2 separate regions of the Mus musculus genome follow, and region 2 is linked to region 1. The links are chromatin contacts, called in public Hi-C maps. All regions are on one chromosome and are shown on one strand. The core of a region is the stretch at or near the end of the contact, and the rest is flanking DNA. Distances in the headings are between cores, read along the strand shown. Region 1 overlaps Adtrp (androgen dependent TFPI regulating protein). Region 2 holds the start of Adtrp (androgen dependent TFPI regulating protein).

What was found. A called contact is a pair of places that touch in the nucleus more often than the background predicts.
Region 2: a contact with region 1 is called in a Hi-C map of epidermal suprabasal cells, with 2.0 times the contacts expected there. The contact joins the promoter of Adtrp here to the enhancer-like site in region 1. A contact is called at or near these places in 1 of 39 promoter capture datasets (macrophages), 4 of 484 Hi-C or Micro-C datasets (epidermal suprabasal cells, liver and nephron progenitors), 3 of 115 datasets of contacts at active chromatin or transcription factors (double positive thymocytes, embryonic fibroblasts and embryonic stem cells) and 4 of 9 other capture datasets (adipose tissue, embryonic stem cells, liver and 1 more).

The regions. Positions count from the first base shown.
Region 1 is chr13:41,802,105-41,805,686 of GRCm38.p6, reverse strand. The region is part of intron 4 of Adtrp (androgen dependent TFPI regulating protein); the gene reads left to right. Among named protein-coding and RNA genes, the nearest start is that of Adtrp, 44 kb to the left of the region's middle. Within about 2 kb of position 1,531, at least 56 of the 459 cell types and tissues checked have an H3K27ac peak or open chromatin away from gene starts, as enhancers often do. A contact at or near this core is called in epidermal suprabasal cells and macrophages, where this site is marked.
Region 2 is chr13:41,845,689-41,849,415 of GRCm38.p6, reverse strand. Adtrp (androgen dependent TFPI regulating protein) reads left to right here and starts at 1,800. Exons shown (of 7, transcript NM_001145875.1): 1 at 1,800-1,925.

The DNA of each region.
Region 1 (3,582 bases), core at 282-2,781:
CATGGAACACGATGAATGTGTGTGCAGAAGGAGATGACATCATCCACCGGAAGCTACAGAGAGAGTCAGCAGTCAGCCTAGGCTTTTATAGCCACTTGCTCTGGAGAGATCTACCTTAATTCTCCCAAAGGCAGAACTGCCAATAACACAGGAACCTCTGCCTTCTAGGCCCCACCTCTTAAAAGTCCCTCCACTTCCCACCCCTACATCCGTGGGACCAAATGTCCACCATACGAAACCTTGAGGGGCACATTCAAATAATAAATATCTGACTCTTAACAATCACCAAAGACCTTTGACCATGTGAAGTAGTCCTCCCAAGGAAGGCTTCCAGGAAGTGGGGTATAGACATCTTGATGGGGGGAGGGGCATCATTCTGTTGCTATGGTTTATGATGGCAACACTCTTACTGTATATACTTTCTCCCGTTTGCAGAGCTCCTAAACCCTGAAGACAATAAGGGATTCTGTCCATTCAGCTAGACAAAGGTAGCGATGTTATTGAAGCTTGCGGCTAGCAAACTGTGGTCCAGTACTGTCTTTAAACCCTCATGGACCACCCATGTAAAGAAGATAAGGTACTATGTAATTTGGCAATGACGCCATGACACAGGTGAGACAGTGGTGACAGAGAAAAGGAACCTGGCCTGGGAAGGAGAAAGTTGGATCTTGAGAACCACAATCTCACATGTTGATAATGTCACTTCCTAATTTTTCTTTTTGCTTTTTCCAGAAGCTTCTACTTGCCTTCTTTCCTTCTCCCCCCACCCCCCCCACCAGCCCCTGCTCACTAGAGGGAACTGTGGTTTGTTAACAATAGAAACCTTTCATAGCATCCCACTAGTGTCTTAAGAGGTGGCCTCATCCATCCTACTTTACCTCCCCTGTGCGCAGGTGCCTCTGAACCTTCTCTTCTAAAAGGGCACTGATCAGATTGATTTAACAGCGTCCTGAGACCCCAAGAAAAACACCAAGTGGATACTATTTGATCTGGCAGGAACAGGGGGATCAAATAAAGGAGTGGGAGGCTGGCATTGCTCAGTAGATCTCTATTCTAGAACGTGGAATGCTTGAAGTTGGAGTTGGGGCTGAGAGACATAGGTAGTAAGTGCTGAACAGCTTTAATGCTAAGAACTCGTATTCTTGGTGTTGATCATTGGTTGGCTATCTTGTAGTCAAAGGAGATGGATAACCGGTTTTGAGCTTAGAGTTTTTTGTGTCCATGAGTATCAGTAATTAGATTTTTAAAAAATTAAATGGGGTTACTTAGGAGCTCTTGTTAGCATAGGCAGTTAGCTGCAGTAGGGAAATCTCACCAGACCAGGTAGACAACTCAGAAACCCACAAATCTCTTTCCTAGTGGGAATTCCGGGAAGAGACACTACATTATTTTTATCTCATGTTAAATCCAGGGAAAAGAACAAGAGATTAAAAATCTATTTGTATGACATTCTTAAAATAGCAGTCTTGACTCTATTCTTACACAAACATGACGCTTGTGACCACTTGCTTATATTCAGCTGGTGACCTCACAGCTGCTTGCCACTACCAAGTAGTAATGATTCATCATGCCTCGCCCTGCTGCTCCCCAAAGACACAAATGTGGGCGTAGAATCAGAACTAAAATGCTTCCAACTCTCCGTGCTGAACACCTTGCAGGGGAACAGAAGAGGAAGGAAGCCGAAGCTGAACTGTGACAAGCTAGGTCCAGCTCGTGACCCTGAAACTGTAAAAATACATTTTCTCCGACATCTTTATCCTTAATACAGTTTTTCCTCCAGGCACATCAATTACTAGACAGAAGGGCTTGTTTCCCTGCCCTGCACAATCTTTATGTGCAAACATGTAACACCTACTGTGTGCACGGTTTTCCTTTATTCCTTCTCTGGCTCTCAGTTAAGCTATTTTCAGATACTTACAGATTTGCATACAAGTGCAAGAAATAAATCCTCAGTGTGCTTTGACCAGTTCCATCAGGGGTATTGTTTTCTTTCTCTCTCTCTCTCTCTCTCTCTCTCTCTCTCTCTGTGTGTGTGTGTGTGTGTGTGTGTGTGTGTGTTTTCTCTCTCTGTGTTCTCTCTGTGTGTGTGTGTGTTTTCTCTCTCTGTGTTCTCTCTCTCTCTGTGTGTATGTTCTCTCTGTGTTCTCTCTCTCTCTGTGTTCTCTCTCTGTGTGTTCTCTCTCTCTCTGTGTGTGTGTTCTCTCTCTCTGTGTTCTCTCTCTCTCTGTGTTCTCTCTCTGTGTGTTCTCTCTCTCTCTGTCTGTGTCTGTGTGTGTGTGTGTGTGTGTGTGTGTGCGCGCGCGCGCGCGTCTCTTTTCTCCCTGTCTCTCTCTGTTTCTCTCTGTGTGTGTTGCTGTGAATTCTGTGGATACATGTGCTGTGATCTACCTGCAAAGCTCAGAAATCTTCGGTATCAGTTCTCAGCATCGTCTATAGGCTCCTGTTCAGCTTGTTGGTGCTGAAGATAGGGTTCTCCTCCCTCTGCCTCCCATCTTCTCCTGAAAATGCTAGGATCACAGATGTGCTCTACCCCTGCCAAGCTTGTACAAGTGTTCTGGAGACTCAAGCGCAGGTCCTCACTCTCTAGCAGTAGTAACTTCTCCACCAAGTCATCTCTCCAGTCACCCCTCTGCCGCTATGCATTTTTAATGTGTCACCTATTGAAGGATATGAAGTATCTTTGAGTCATAAGCTCAGGGACAACCATTTCACATCACCTCTGATTCCAGTCCGTTGTAGCATGAAATTCTAAAAACGTTTTCTGGCCATTTTCAACTCTTGATTAGCATCCTAGTCCATTTGCCCGTGTTATGACCGAATACTGGAGATGAAACAATTTATAAAGAAAAGGGATTTATTCAGCTCAACAGTCTTAGTGACGGGGAAGCTCAAGATGAAGTGGCTGTACCTGGTGAAGGCTTCACACTGTAGTATGCGGGTGGCATCAGATGCTAGATCTGCATGAGAACTTGTCAACCCAGCATATGGAAGGGGGCAGGGAAGGAGACCCCTTTGTATAAATGTGTGATGATTCCATTGTTACAAAGGGCAGACTAATGTCCTCTTGAAAGATCCAGTCCAGTTCCTTCAGAAAGGCTCAAATCCTTCTCAAAGGCCCCAACACTGCAACAAAGTTTCAGCGGGAATTTTGGCAAGAGGGGGCCATATTGAAAGCACAGCCACTGTGTTTACATTGTGAGCAGAAAAACAGTGCTGGAGATACAATTTCTCCTGTGACTCCAGAGAGAGGGGGAGGGGGGGGCGTTTGTAAAGGCAGTAGATGGACAGGTAAAGGCAGTAGATGGACACTCCTGTGGACACATGGTGGGGAAGAGCCCCAAGCTGCTGCAAATGTTTAGGAAGCCCCAGCACAGAGAAGCACAGCTATTAACCCTGCCCCTAATTTGGACAGGATGGCAGGCCTAATTACAGGGGTGTGGTTGAGCGGGTTGAGCAAGTGTTGCTTAGAAACACCATCGAAGTTCTTGCTTTCTTCTGGACTTCCTAACCTAAGGTGGGTCCCTCTGTCCTCCCAACATTCACCAGAGTGACCCTGAGAAGGCAGATGAACACTTAAAAGCC
Region 2 (3,727 bases), core at 551-3,050, 43 kb before region 1:
TCAAATGTGTCTGCAAGACCATAAACTGCCATTGCTGTCTTTTTTTCCAGGACAATTTCAATACTCCACAAGAAAACTGTGCTCAGTTCCTCCTCATTCTGTCACTGCCTTCTGGTCCCTGGACCGGACCCATCTGTTCTCTGTGTCTAGTTGTCTGTGCTGGACATTTTGTTGACATGGGCTTCTTGGGTGTATGTTGTTTCCTGTCTTTATTCACAAAGCACCATGTCTTCAAGGTCATTGATGTTATAGAATGTTATCATGAGCCTCACTCCAGTACATGCTGAGAACTATTTAGTTTATATGAGCATCATTCAGTGAGGGTTTGAAGTGGCTTGATTCTGTGAACACTCTTATGAGCATTTGTGAGTAACTTTTATAAAACTATTTCATTTTATGTGTACAGGTGTTTTGGCTGCGTGTATGTCTATGTACCACACATGTGCATGATGTCCTTGGAGGTTAGCAGAGGACATCAGATCCCATGGAACTGGACTGATAGATAGTTGTGAGCCTTCTGTGGGTGCTTGGGTATCAAACCCAGGTCATCTGGAGAGCAGTTGGTGCTCTTATCTTCTGAGCCATCACTTTTTCTGGGCAACTTTGTGCCTAGATTCCTAGTATCAATTCTCTAGGTCATTCCTAGGAGTGGAACTGCTTAGTCATAGGATAACTCTATGTTTAACATTTATAAATGGCCAAACGGTTTTCCATAGAGGCTGGTGTACTCTGAGCATTGGTGTGCGAAGGTGTCAGCTTTTAAGCTCATGCTTGCTCATTTGCATTATTGGTGTCATTTTTTTATCATGCCAGTGGAGCCCATGACTCGGGGCTTCGCTGCCTATAGCAGCAGAGTAAGGATCTAAACCTAGTTCTGACTGATTTGCCAACTCGACCAGTCCATCCAGAGTTTGTTCAGTGTTGTTCTTGGGCACTAAAGTACCTTCATGTGCTGTGAAGCATTTCTGCTCATAGGAAGGAGGGTCAGAAGAGGGTTCAGGTCTCGGGAGCCATCCACACTCCAACCTTGGCAGCTTTGCTGTGATTTCTTTGTATGTGTGGATAGGATGCTGGATTTTGTTTGAGAGACAATAGAAGATAATGGTGCTTTTTAAAAAAGCATTTGGAAAAAAAATGACAATATGACAATGGACTCATGTGATTTTGTGGAACAAATTCCAAAGGCCTTGTAACTTCTCGTTAAGCAGAGGTTTCAAATAAAGGACACTCAGTTCTAAGCTTAGAGACCGAAAGGTAGGATTTATTCACACTCACACCTACACACGTGCTCTCGTGTGGTCAGACATTCCTGTGCCCTATCTTGATCCCCCAATTAATGACCGTTTCTGGTCCAGGACAGTGGCAGCCTTAGAAGGAGTTGCCTCTAAACGCCTATTCACTAAAAGAAAAAAAAAAAAAAAAAGTGGCCACACCCACATTTCCCAGCAGTCCTAGCTGCCACATCATCAGTCAGCAATGCTGTCTGCTCACCTTTGAAAGAAGCAGCCAAGCAACTCTCTAAACCAGGGCTGCCCATCTCTTGCTTTGCCTTTCCATTAGCGAAATGAGTTCCCACCAGCCCCTGAGGGAGGCCTTGGCCTTTCATCATTCCTAGTCATGAGGCTGAAATCCACCAAGAGCCATCCCAAGGAACCCCGGCAAGGTCAAGCCAGGTCTTAAGAGAAATAGCTTGCACGTGAGAGTGTCTCCTCCCTGCTTGGCCTCGGGCCAGGACAGAGAGGGTTGGGTGAGTTCAGGGGAGGGGCCCCTTGATCATCCACTCCCACCGAACACTTCTTATCTTTCAGACAGAGCGTGTCTTAGTAAGGTGGCGATCTGGGCCAGGAAATTTTTCTGGCCACTAGAAATCTGGCTTGATCTCAAGCTCCCTGCGTTTTCCTTGGTAGAAGACCCAGGTAGCTAAGGTGAGTTCTCCGTGTCAGCGCCACGTGTGAGATTCAGAAGTCCATGCAGGTGAACAGTCGCTGGGGGTGGGGGTGGGGGGTGGGGGGGTGAGACTTTGAAGAGAGTGGGGAGGGAGGTAGATTTTGTGTAGCTTCCTAAGACACTATCTTGATTTTTCTGAACGTTCCGATGTGCCAATAAATCACTACCAGATGTCTGCTCAGATATAGTTCAAGTGTGAGATTCCATGAGAAGATTTAATGCAACTAACTGCTTTGGGAAGATTGGGAAAAGGTGCCGGAGTATGTTCCTGCCCACTAGATAAGTTGGATGGAAGGGCAGAATTTCTTTCATCTTCTGTTCCCTACCTTCAATTAAGCATTACATCAGGAATCTTTTCGGCTCATTATCCCAAAGATTCTCCAGCTGGCTACAGGTATCAAGTAACAAACCTCTGGCTAGATGATGCTTCCTGGTTCCTTTAAGAAAGAGCCAAGGCAGACTGGGATTCACAAGTGGAAGATTAAAAACTGTAGAGTCACAGGTGGCAGTGGGGTGCTTTCAAAACCCTCTCCAATGTCCTGCCTGGGCACCACTCCTTTCCTCGTCCACCTAAACTTTCTCCAACCCCCCACTTGAAGTCAGCAGCTCAGTAGCCAACCAACATTGAACTTGTGGTACTGAAGAGGGCCCTGGAAAAATATCCCTTGTATGGCAGGCTCGGCTGCAAAGTGACCAACCGTTCTGGAAGACCTAACTCATGCTGATCAAAGCACTTGGGGTGTGTCCTTCCTTTCACAAGCAGCCTTGGCATGCACCCATACTAGCTGTGCTTGAGAGCAACTGGCCCATCCAGAGTTGCAACTCCAGTCCCCAGGCACACAGAATGAGTTACCCATGGAAAGTCGGATGCTCAGAAGTACAGAAAATGCCCTTTCCTCGTCTTCCTTCTGTGCAAAGCCTAGAGATGCAACTGTAATGTATGTCCTTCCTTCTGATGGGAAGATTCTGAGACAGAGTTAAATGTGCAGCCAAGTCTGCCTGATTTCCAAGACCTCAGGTCGTCTTATATGCTGTGATGTTTGGTCTTTTAGTGATGTGTGATCCATCTGGGAGCATAGAGCAGGGTAGAGAAGGTCACACTGCCCCTCCCCCCGCCCCCAATGGTAAACTGCCTTTGGCTCTATCATGACAGTTAGACATGCTTGGTGCCTATCTGCCACACGCATAACAATTCTTTGGGTTCTTCACTGGGGATGGAATTAGCCCATAGATACCTGCAGAGCACCGGGAGAATGTGCTTGGATCAGAGTCTATGCTCCTAGCCTCAGAAGGAGTGAGATTGCTTCTGAGATGGAGGGATATGGGAGAACAGCCGGAGGCAGGACCAAGAGGCGCCATCATGACATGATGTTTAAGACTGCCCTTGCTTTTAGGATTTCTTATGGAAGGTACACAGCAGACCTCGGGGATGCTGGGTTAGGTGCCCTGTGGATATGGTTTAGTTAGGACCATCTCCCGGATCCTTTGCCAGGTTTCAATAAAAAGCAAATACAGATTTATACTCGAGGATATGTATTATTAAAATTAAGAGAGAAGATCTTCTGTTCACATGAAAGCAGCCTCCTGACGCCCTGTTCTTGATGCTGGGACCTTCATAGCACAGGCTGCAGGCAGTGTGTGGGAGAGAAACAGCACACAGTTGTGCATGTGCTAGATGTTCACAATGTGGTCAGAAGAAACCAACTCACTCTATTGGTTACAGCACACAAATGACTGAGAACAACGAGAAAGAACCTGAACTCACTGACCAATTACACAC